2 separate regions of the Mus musculus genome follow, and region 1 is linked to region 2. The links are chromatin contacts, called in public promoter capture Hi-C maps. All regions are on one chromosome and are shown on one strand. Each heading gives the region's core, a stretch centred on a gene start, on an enhancer-like site or on the middle of the called end of the contact. The rest is flanking DNA. Distances are from core to core; before and after follow the strand shown. Region 1 holds the start of Rasa2 (RAS p21 protein activator 2). Region 2 holds the start of Trpc1 (transient receptor potential cation channel, subfamily C, member 1).

Region 1 (4,921 bases), core at 1,501-4,000, 880 kb after region 2:
GCAAGCTACCCAGTCCCTGAGGTTCAAGGCTCTGCCTGTCCAAACACTCCACTAGTGCTGGGTTAGAGGAAAGCGCGGTGACCCCTCCTCCCCCACCCATGCCTTTCTACTTGGGCTCTGGTGATCCTGCTTGCTAAGCAGGCACTTTACCAACTGAGCCATCTCCCCACCCGCTGGTTTTCTGATCTGTCAACTTGATACTATTTATACCTTGTGAAATCTATGGGACACAAATAAGTTAGAAATGAAACACTGAAGAAAGTGTGGACCATTATCTAACCTCTAGAACTTCCACAATATAAACATCGGGCCACCCTCGCTCTTCTTAAGGATGATTCGGACTACACTACCCAGGAGTGCTTCCTCTCAGGTGGATCAGATGAGAGGCTCCCAAAGAGCAGTTCTGAGCTTAACAGCTCATCTCCAGGCTAACAGGGAGCTACCAGGTTCTCCCCAAGGTTTCTCAGTGTGGTAGAAAGGACTGGTGACTTCAACACTCGCAAACTGCTTAGATTCTTCATTGTCAAACTGCCATCATCCCATTTCTGTGACTTCAGCACCTGCTAATGTTTCCGCCACTTCTCATCACCTTACAAAGCCCACGTGTCAGTTTCAGGAAACACAGAAGGGCATTTCCTTACAAGGATCCGGAGGGCAACCAACCTTGATCATACCAGCTAAAAGAAGGGCAAGAAATGGGAGGGGTGTTCTTGATTTCAGTATGTATCCTTGTGAAACAGTCACAACATGACCTGAGCTATAAGATGAGCAATAAAAAATAAATAAACTGTCTAGGGTAGAAACAAGTGGTTTAGTTTAACTAGGGTTAAAATAAAAATATTCCCAGGAAATTAATGGTCAATTTCTGGGAGTGAGATTGCCTAAGCCACAGAAACCAAGTTTTGTGTGCTTGTGTGTGTGTGTGTGTGTGTGTGTTTTAATCTGCAGACCCGAATTTCACTTGGAGTGATATTTTTACCACACTGTTCACAGAACCTTTGCTATGCATCAGGTCAAAGCAGAAGGTAACTTACTCCTAAAAACAGCCCAACCCTAAATCTCAACTCCAACAGAGCACACTGTCTTCCCACAACACAATCTGCTTTTATAGATTCGCAAGGCTTCAACAGTGTCTAGCATCAAGTCACAGAAAAATATAAAGTAGTAAAAATTTGAAAAACCTAATTAGTAGGGGAAGAAAATTCTAGTGTATTTGGCTTTTCCCAAACATTACATACATGCAAATATTAACTGTAAGAAAGCTAATTTGTGAAAAGTTTACACCCTAAGAAAGTAACTTAAAATACTGGGAACTTAAGACGCACAAAACACCCACTGCTCTGGTGTAATTTCCCAAGTTTTAATACTTAAAAGTGTCTGAATTGGGAGTCCCAGGATGACGTCAGGGAATTGAAAAGTAACATTTAACATGCTTGCTCCTGGGGTTTTAATAAAATTCCAAATCCTTGAAAGGGGAGTAACATCAAAAACTCAAGTGGGAGAATCCAAAAGAAGCATCGAGATTTAAGAATTAAAGTTTATACTCTGCCAAAGAAAGAGCAGTATCAGCCATTCTAACACAATTGAATTTTCAACATATAAAATATCTCTTATAGCCAGGCATTATTTAGGAGACCGATTTCATTCTGGGGATAAAATAATCTGAATTAAAAAAGGTTTTCAACTAAAGTAACAATAAACTCTACTGATTCGCCAGTCATACAGTGAAAAGGGACCATCTCAATAAGCTGGGGGAAGTCGATCTAATATCAAAGGGTCGTTTTAAAGAGGAAGGATAGCAATGACAAACGAACTGGCCCGTCTCTGAGTAAGAGTCTACACTCATCGGTGCGGCTCTCACAAATGCACGGGAGAGAATCAAGTGGGTTGAGCGCGGACTGGATGACTGAGTTTTGAGACCTGCTCACAGGAAGCCACTACATCCTGCCCCAAGTCACCGTCAGTCACGCCGGCTCTCGATTCAAGTCCCCGCCGCGGCAAGGTGGGGCGGGCACAGGTGTCCCGCCCGAGCTCCCCGGGCGCCCCGCTCGCCCGCGCAGCCTCGCCCACCGGAGCCCCCGCCACCGGCTCCCGCAGTCCCCAGCGCCCGCCTCAACCTCGCACTGGCAGAGGAGCCCCAGGGAGCTCACACCCCCTCCTCAGCCCGCCGCCCGGCCCGGCCCGGCCCGGCCCCGCCCCGCCGCAGCCGGCCTCCCTCCCTCCTCCAGCCGCGCCTCCCTTGTAATTACCACGGGGCTCCCACCTCGGGCCGCTCCCGTCGTCCGCGGCCGCCCGCAGGCCTGCGTCGGAGGGAGGCCGGAAACTCCGCGCGCCCCCGGCCGCGCCCCGGGCTCCCGCGTCCAGGCCGCGCTCCAGGCAGCGCCCCTCGCGCCGCGCCGGTCCGGTCCGCGCGTGCAGGTCCTCACCCCGCTCGCTCCGAGGGGGAGCCCCGACCCGCGCCGGGCAGTCGGTCGACGCGGCGCCTCCCCCCAACACACCCCCATCCAGTCTCACCAGTCCCGGGCGGCCGCCGGTGCCGCCACCCCCGCGCGTGCCCGCCGCCCACCCTCCGCGCCGCCCCGGGGGTCCCCTCAGCCCCGGCCCCGCTTACAGATCCTGCCGCGCAGGCTCTGCAGCACTCGGACCTCACGACTGTCCTCGTCTCCCGTCTCCGGGTCTGCGCTGCCCGAGACGGCCGGCGCCTCGGGAGAAGCCGCCGCAGCAGGCGCTGCCGCCGCCATGGTGCCGCCCGGCCCCTACCCCAGCCCTACCGCCTGCGTAGCCGGGCAAGGCGGAGCCGGAGCGAGGCCTAGGCCGGATCGAGCCTCGCTGTAGCCCCGCCTCGGCCTCGGGCTGACTCGCCCCGCCCCTCGCGCCGTGCCCGCCCTGCATCCGCCTCGCCTTGCCTCCCTGGGCAAGTCGCGAGAGGCGCTCTGAAACCCCCACAAGGAGGAAAACCCTGGCCCTGCTGTGATCCCCAGAACCCTGAGAATTGGACGTCCCCCACGAACGGACCTCTAGGTCCCCAGATGCTCAAGGAAAAGAAAAGTCCCCAGTCAGAATGACTCCAGGTTCCAGGAAAAAGTTTGGCATTTTGGCAAACGTCAAGAGATGTATTAGAGACTCTTCCAGCGGTGTCTAGATGCTCCCGCAGTGCGGCACGTGGGGGACAAACCACATACTCAACCTTTGCTCTGGGAACATTGCTCTGCAAAAAGTTGGGTCAAGAAAAGGACCACAGACTCCGTCCAGTCCTGTCTGAGACCCAGAGAAATTTTGAGTTTATCACCAGTTTTGCATTTCAGAATCGGAACGGTGACCTCTTTCCCACTCCCAGAAGCAGGCTTTTTAGAAAGTAGATTGGCCCTGGGAAGTTTGTAAATCTTCAACTAGTTGTTGCCACTATCTTAAGGGAACTATTTACAGTGAGTAAACTGTGTGGATAACACCCTGGTATGTGAGGAGAGGGATGATTTCCTGGTCCTGAGGTTTAACTGCGCTGCCCTAAGAAGGAAGAAACTGATTTAATAGAGCAGGGTTGTTCTTTGCCAGGTGCTAGAGTCAGCCAGTCAAGGAATGTTTTCAGACATATAGGAATGGCCCTAGGGCAAAAAGACGGGGCAGAAGGCGCCAAGACCATGAGCACCTCAACCTGGAAGGGCACACAGAGAGAAGAAGCAAGTTGTGGAAACAGAGTCAAGGAGAGCCTGCCTGGGAAGAGTGAACAGACGACAAGCAAGCCCAGAAGCCACTTGTGCCAAGGCCAGTCAGGCAGACGGAGTGACCTAAGCTTGCTGGATGTCTTAGGCTACCGAGCAATACTTCCAGTCCAGCTGGTGATGCATGAGGGTGCCCCTTGTCCTGTACCATACAGCCTTGGAGAAAGTGAGCTTACCTCTCCTTCCAGGCATTTTGTTGTTTCAAACAGAAACTCCAAATGGTATTTCCCTTTCTTTCCAAATCAGAGCTCACACACCACAGGCCAGAGACTGGCTTTTTCTATTTTAAAACGTTTAATGCTTTATTGGTATGTCTTACTTATACACAGTCATGGTGTGATACCGTTTTCATACACATGTTTAATGTATGCATAGTATTCAATACCCTCTTCATCGCCGTCCACATCCCCTGCACCCCCTTCCTCTCCTCCCAGCTGGCTTTCTTCCCCTCCAATCCCCTGGAAGGTCAGTGGATGGCTGTTGGGAGGTGGTTCTCCTTTCACCGTGGGTTTCCTAGGGATTAACCCGGCCATCTGGTTTGGTATTAAGAACCTTTAATCACTGAGTCATCACACCAGCAAGACTTTTTTTTTTTTTTTTTAGTTCAATGAGTTTATGAGAGTTGTTTCCAGAAGCATAGACGAGAGATTAATTACAGGAGCACAGGAAACTTAACAGTGGCTGTACTACTGAAGAAAATGTCTCTTCCGGCAACCGTCAACTGTCAAAAATCCTTGTAAATCCTCCTGCACCCTACCACAGGATGTTGGCTCCCAGTATTGCACGGATCTTGTATAGTACAGACAACCACAGCTGCTGTCAGGTAGAATGGCTGAAGAGATGGCTGAAGGGTTTAGAGCACTTAGAGAAGAGTTCCCAGCACCCAAGTGGCAACTCACAATGCTCTGTAACTCTAGTTCCAGGGGATCCTACTCCTTCTGACCTTCAGGGACACTAAGCACTCATTATGGTATACATACATGCAAGTAAACACTCATACACATACAAATAGAAATATCTTTGTACAAAAAATGTGACAGCCATGTCATGTCATGCCAAGAAAATTCCACCACACTCCACTCTATCCTCTGACTCTTACACTCTTTCTCCCATCTTTTCCTCAACGTTCCTCCGAGGGGGGGTGATATACAGGTCTTATTTAAGGCTGAGCATCCAGTTTTTTATTCTCAGTGACTAGTTAT
Region 2 (5,221 bases), core at 2,650-5,149:
AAGATACAAAATGTAAAAGTCAGAGTTAGCTCACAGGCTTTGCAAAAACAGATTTGGCTTAGGGATCAGCTAGCCACCCATGTTCTAGCCCTTCCTCTTCAAAGCATATTATTCTTATAACTTGTGGACTTCTAGCATCCTCAATGGGCACTATTTTTACTGGAATCTATGAAGTCCACTGGAAACTGGGCTAGCAATTGTAATAGTATGTATCGCAACAATAAATTTCCTCTGTCCAACTCTAATAAATCCTTAAGAGAAATTCAGTAGAGAAGTGTTACAATATCAGTTAGGAAAGATGATTCTCCATTCCCTCACTGGCTTCTCCTTTGACTTTCTAACATATGGTGGTAAATCTCACCATTCCTGAAATGATGACAGCTTTAATGTTGATCAGTTTTGCTACATGTGGTGGCTCATGCCTATCATCCCAGCACCCAGGAAGCAGAAGCAGGAGGGTTGCTGTAAGTTTGAGGTCAGCCTAGACTACTTACATAGTGAATTCCAGGCCAACATGGACTACAGGCCCAAGCTAGATTTGAGGCTAGTTGTGAAGTGTGGGAAGCTTTTGTGTCAGAATATTTATAAATCTTTTCAAACCAAACTTTCTACAAAATACTTTTGACATGGAATTATGACACTCTACTTAAAATATTTCTAATTAATATTAAAACAGATTAAGAGAAAAAAAAAAGCTTTGGAACCCAAAGAAATCCTACTGGAACTCATAAGTAATTGCTTTGGTGCTGGAATTTAGTCCTGATCGTTCACTTTTGCTTTTTAATGTTATCAATTATGGCTTCTAAGTAACATTTGAACTTCTCATTACCTATATTAAACTATTACTCCTAGTCTTAGGTTCTTTGGCATCACTAAATTTGGTGCAATCAGTCTGAAGTTTATAGTACTAGGGACAAGAGAAACTGAGATTACAACAGTGCTTGTACATTCAGATTTAACCTTTAAACACCCTTCAGTCTCTTAACACACAATGTACTAATGTTTCACTTGGGTAATGTGTTTTTAACGTCCCAGGGGAGAGAGGACTCTGTACTAGGGCCAGCCTGCCTTCCAAACCTCATTAGGCCACTTAAGCTAAACCGAAGCTTAACTTGTGTGTGCTCAGAGATATCCATTATGCACATACACATACATTTTTACCCTTACTCTTCCTCACTACTGCACATAAAGAAAACATCTTTATGGGGCCGGGCGGTGGTGGTGCACGCCTTTAATCCCAGCACTTGGGAGGCAGAGGCAGGTGGATTTCTGAGTTCGAGGCCAGCCTGGTCTACAAAGTGAGTTCCAGGACAGCCAGGGATATACAGAGAAACCCTGTCTCAAAAAAAAAAATCTTTATTAGAGAAAAATTCTTAAAGAATATGGACGTAGTCAGTTACTCATTAATAGAGCTTTTTGTCCAATGCTTTAACACAATTAAGAACTTCATGTTTATAATAGCAAGGCAAAGAGCAGCAAGTTAAAAAGAATAAAACGAAACACATTGTGAGGTCAGTAGATATGCCAGTAAGGTAGCTAGCTGCTCTACCATCCTTCATTAAAATAACCGCGAACCACTTCCCATGGTACACTTCTCAACTAGTGTGTTCTAAAGCTTTGGTGATTTACAAAATGTCCCTGTACAGAGTGCTTAAGTTCTATAACCAGTGACACTTGTGAGCTGTATAGAACGATGCCTATATAGCTCCAGTACCCTACATACTAATTATACTCTCTTCACCCCTCCTTTATGCAAATTATTTTCCTCATCATACACATCTTTATATTAGGTGCTGACTACCAATATAAAACTTCTCAACCAAATACTCAGGTCTCTGCTTCTTAATTACCCAAACCGCTCTCCTCCCTAACCTCACACCCTTCAAATCTCCTCCAAAATAGGGAAAACAGAAAGTACCACTAAATATATTAAGGAAGGTGTTAATACAACAGTGGCATATATTCTCCAGGAAATGTTGCACATTTTGAAACCATCCTGAGCCCCGAGGCACACAAAGCTGCTACAGAAACCTAAAGCATCCTTCCTTATAATGCAGCAAGCCTCTCACGAAGGTGACAGAAGACAACTAGGAGGAACCAGGGGACACGGGGAATTCTGCCCTCCCCATCCTGGCTCTAAATCCATGATGAAATGTCAAGAAGGGATTGCCTTTTGGCCTGGCTAAGATTAAACATAATCATGTAAAAAAAAACAAAAACCTATCTCAAATGCTTTAAAAGGTTTAGGGAGATGTTGTTGACTTAAACCTCTATATGTGAACAAATCCAAAAACTTCTGTAACTAGTTTTCCCATAGTGTGAGCTGGCCTCTGGAAGTAGGCTTCAGAAGTCTGCATGGTTCCAACAACGTTTTCCCAAATAAACACTGCCTTTCAACATCCAACTGCTTAACTGAGGAATGAGAATGTTTCAGTACTTTTTTTGTTTTTCAGATAAGAGATAAAAGCAATCTGGGAGCAACCAAGTTCCATGCTTGTCTTTTAATGTGGCCAGAAAGTGATCAATTTTTAGATTCAAAACCAGTATATTCCACATTATTTCGCCTATATTTACTTTTTTTTTTTTTTTACTACCTTTGCCTCCCTCCAACTCTCTGAAGCAATAAATCTTTCTCCCTAATAAAAAATACCGACATTTAAAAGGGGTTCCAGAAATTTGGGGAAAGTTTCGGCAACTAGGGCAGGATTTTTCGTATTATTTGTGTTAAAGATAATGGGATACTACTCAACTGTAACAGGCTAAGGCACTGCTGGCTGATGCTAAACAGAAGTAAAAGTCTTTTTTAAAAATAACAACAACAACAACAACAACAAACCTACAAGGTGACAGCCCATAAATCGGAGAAGTCTTAAGGGAAATTCGTAGAATTTTCGGATTAGGTCCAAAACTAGCCTCTGGCTCCCAAAGGAAGAAGTAACTTCAAACTAGAGTTTATTAGTGACAGAAGTGGGGCAACTTTGGGATCAAGGCTCCCTCCTCGCCATGGAAACGTCCCACCTGCGCGAGTCCACCGCCCCCGCCCTACCTGCCTGCTGCTCAAGCTCAATTAGGCAGAAGTCCTGCGGGCTGCACAGAGGTGGGAATAGCCGCTGCACACAAGGAAAAGCACGAGTGCCAGGAGTTAAGTTGAGGCAGGGGCCGGACCCGGGGAGTGGGTGCTAGGGTGTCCGGAGGTGGAGAAGGGGGCCTAGCTCTCACCCTTGTCGCACGCCAGCAAGAAAAGCTTCTCATTCAAGGTGTTCTCCTCCTTCACCTCTCGCACATCCTTCAGCGCCATCACTTCGTTGGGCGACGAGGAGGATGGGGAGGAAGGCAGGGAGGAGGAGGAGACGCCCGAGAGGTCCGTGCTCGGGTACAGGGCCGCCATCATCGCGGCCCACGACGGGGGCAGGCCAGGAGACGGAGGCGGGGCCCCCATGGGCGCCGACCCCGACCCCGACCCCGAGCTGGAAAACGGGTGAGTCGTTCCCACGGCCACATCGGCGTGCGGCCCGTTGGCCCCGAAGGGCGTCGCCTCGCCCCGAAACCAGCACTCGCCCTCCACGGACAGCCCCAGGTTGGTGGCCGCGCTGGCGCGGCCCCGGGGCCAGCGCCCTCTGCCCAGCCGCCGGCGCCCCGGTCGAGCTGGTCCGCGCCCGTCCGGGGACGACAGAGTGGAGCGCGCCAGGGCGGCAGCCGAGCGCGGGGCCGTGCCAGGAGCCGCAGGGGCCGCACAGGGAGCGGCCCGGCCTGGGAGGGAGTGAGGGGGCCGCCGGCCGGAGAGCTCGGCGGTGCGCTTCGCAGCACGTCTGGCTCCGGGGCTGTGGGAACCGCTGGCCCAGCAGCACCCACAGGAGGCAGAGGTTCGCGGCTTTCTCCTCACGTCATCCTCAGCCCCGCGGAGGCGACGACACCGGGGCGGGGCTTAAGGCGAAGCCGGGCTAGGGGCGGGGCTTGTAGGGGCGGGGCTCCAGGGCTGACGCGCCTCTCTGGTCGGTCGCCTAGCATCTTGGGCGCGTCTGCAGCATCTTTGAGCACCTGAGGGCATGGGAACCGCTTGGTGGCGGATTTCAGGTAATTTTATCCGCTGCCTGTTTGTGCTGCTGCTGCTACTGCAGCACAGAAAAGGGCCAAGGAGCTTCTGAAGGATTAACGTTTACTTGAAATCCTGTACGGAATTGTCCTAAAGCCTGGCCAAAGCAACCTGATTATGGAGTTTGTGTTTACAGTTCCCTCGTTCCTAAAGGCGTTTTAAAAACAATCTTTGTGATTTAATATGGTCTAACATTCCTGATATTTCCAAAGTCACTATAAAAGTATTCGCATGTAAGTCAAAGGCGACCTATAACCGTTGCATAAGCACAGTTTAGGAGTTACTCGCCATACAAGTCCTTTTAGTGGATTCGTTATATTTATCCTATCTAATTTTAAGAGATTCGCTATTTAGACAACAATTGTCTGACGTCCAGCAAATGCGACTTGAAAACTGCATCTTTTCAATAATTTTTAATTGCTTCCTGCAGTCAACACTAGGGGGAAAATCTGAACTCTACGTTTAAGATTTAGATTTTTAAAGCAATGGATAAATGTACTTAAATTTGAGGGGAATACTGCCTCTCCTATTCAGGCTACTTTGTCCCATTAGTTTCTCTTTCAACATTTAACTTACTAATTCTTAAAAATCAATGTTCTCTTTAGATATTCTCTAAAAGTCTTTGATGTCGAAGTCATCTTTTCAAACGTTTTCTGTATTTGATGTAAATGATAATCTCAAGTTGCTCCAGTTTTTGTTTCTAAATGATCTCCCCGTTGTCGTGTAATGTTTAATACACTTCCAAGTTTATGAGTTTGGTGAAATTTCCAAGAGGCTCAAGGTGAAGCCAGTGGGAGAGAGGAGCGCCCATACATTTGTATATGCACCTCCTTTGTTGCTCAGCAAAATGTTTAGCCAGTAGTAGAAATCTAATCCTGCGCTATCTGAAATTTCAGTATTTGAAGTTAACTCAAATGACTCACAGCCATACACAGATTCTTTATCCAAAGAACTATGGGACTGGATTACTTTCTAAGACTGGAGGGAATTCCAACCCTCTTTGGTAGTAATCTTAAGAGACCTTCCAAAGCACTAGAGAGCCTACTTCAGGCAAGCTGATAATTATAATGCAGGCTTTTGGATTGTCTCCGATACAGACAAACTGCTCAGCGGGCATAAATTGGGACA

The links. Promoter capture Hi-C pulls out the DNA fragments that hold promoters and counts their contacts.
Region 1: a promoter capture Hi-C map of liver shows a contact between it and region 2, with 3 times the contacts expected there. The contact joins the promoter of Rasa2 here to the promoter of Trpc1 in region 2. A contact is called at or near these places in 3 of 39 promoter capture datasets (hippocampal neurons, liver and pre-B cells).

The regions. Positions count from the first base shown.
Region 1 is chr9:96,628,753-96,633,673 of GRCm38.p6, forward strand. It overlaps Rasa2 (RAS p21 protein activator 2), which reads right to left and starts at 2,751. Exons shown (of 24, transcript NM_053268.2): 1 at 2,612-2,751. The coding sequence starts at 2,741.
Region 2 is chr9:95,746,449-95,751,669 of GRCm38.p6, forward strand. It overlaps Trpc1 (transient receptor potential cation channel, subfamily C, member 1), which reads right to left and starts at 3,900. Exons shown (of 13, transcript NM_011643.4): 1 at 3,220-3,900. The coding sequence starts at 3,391.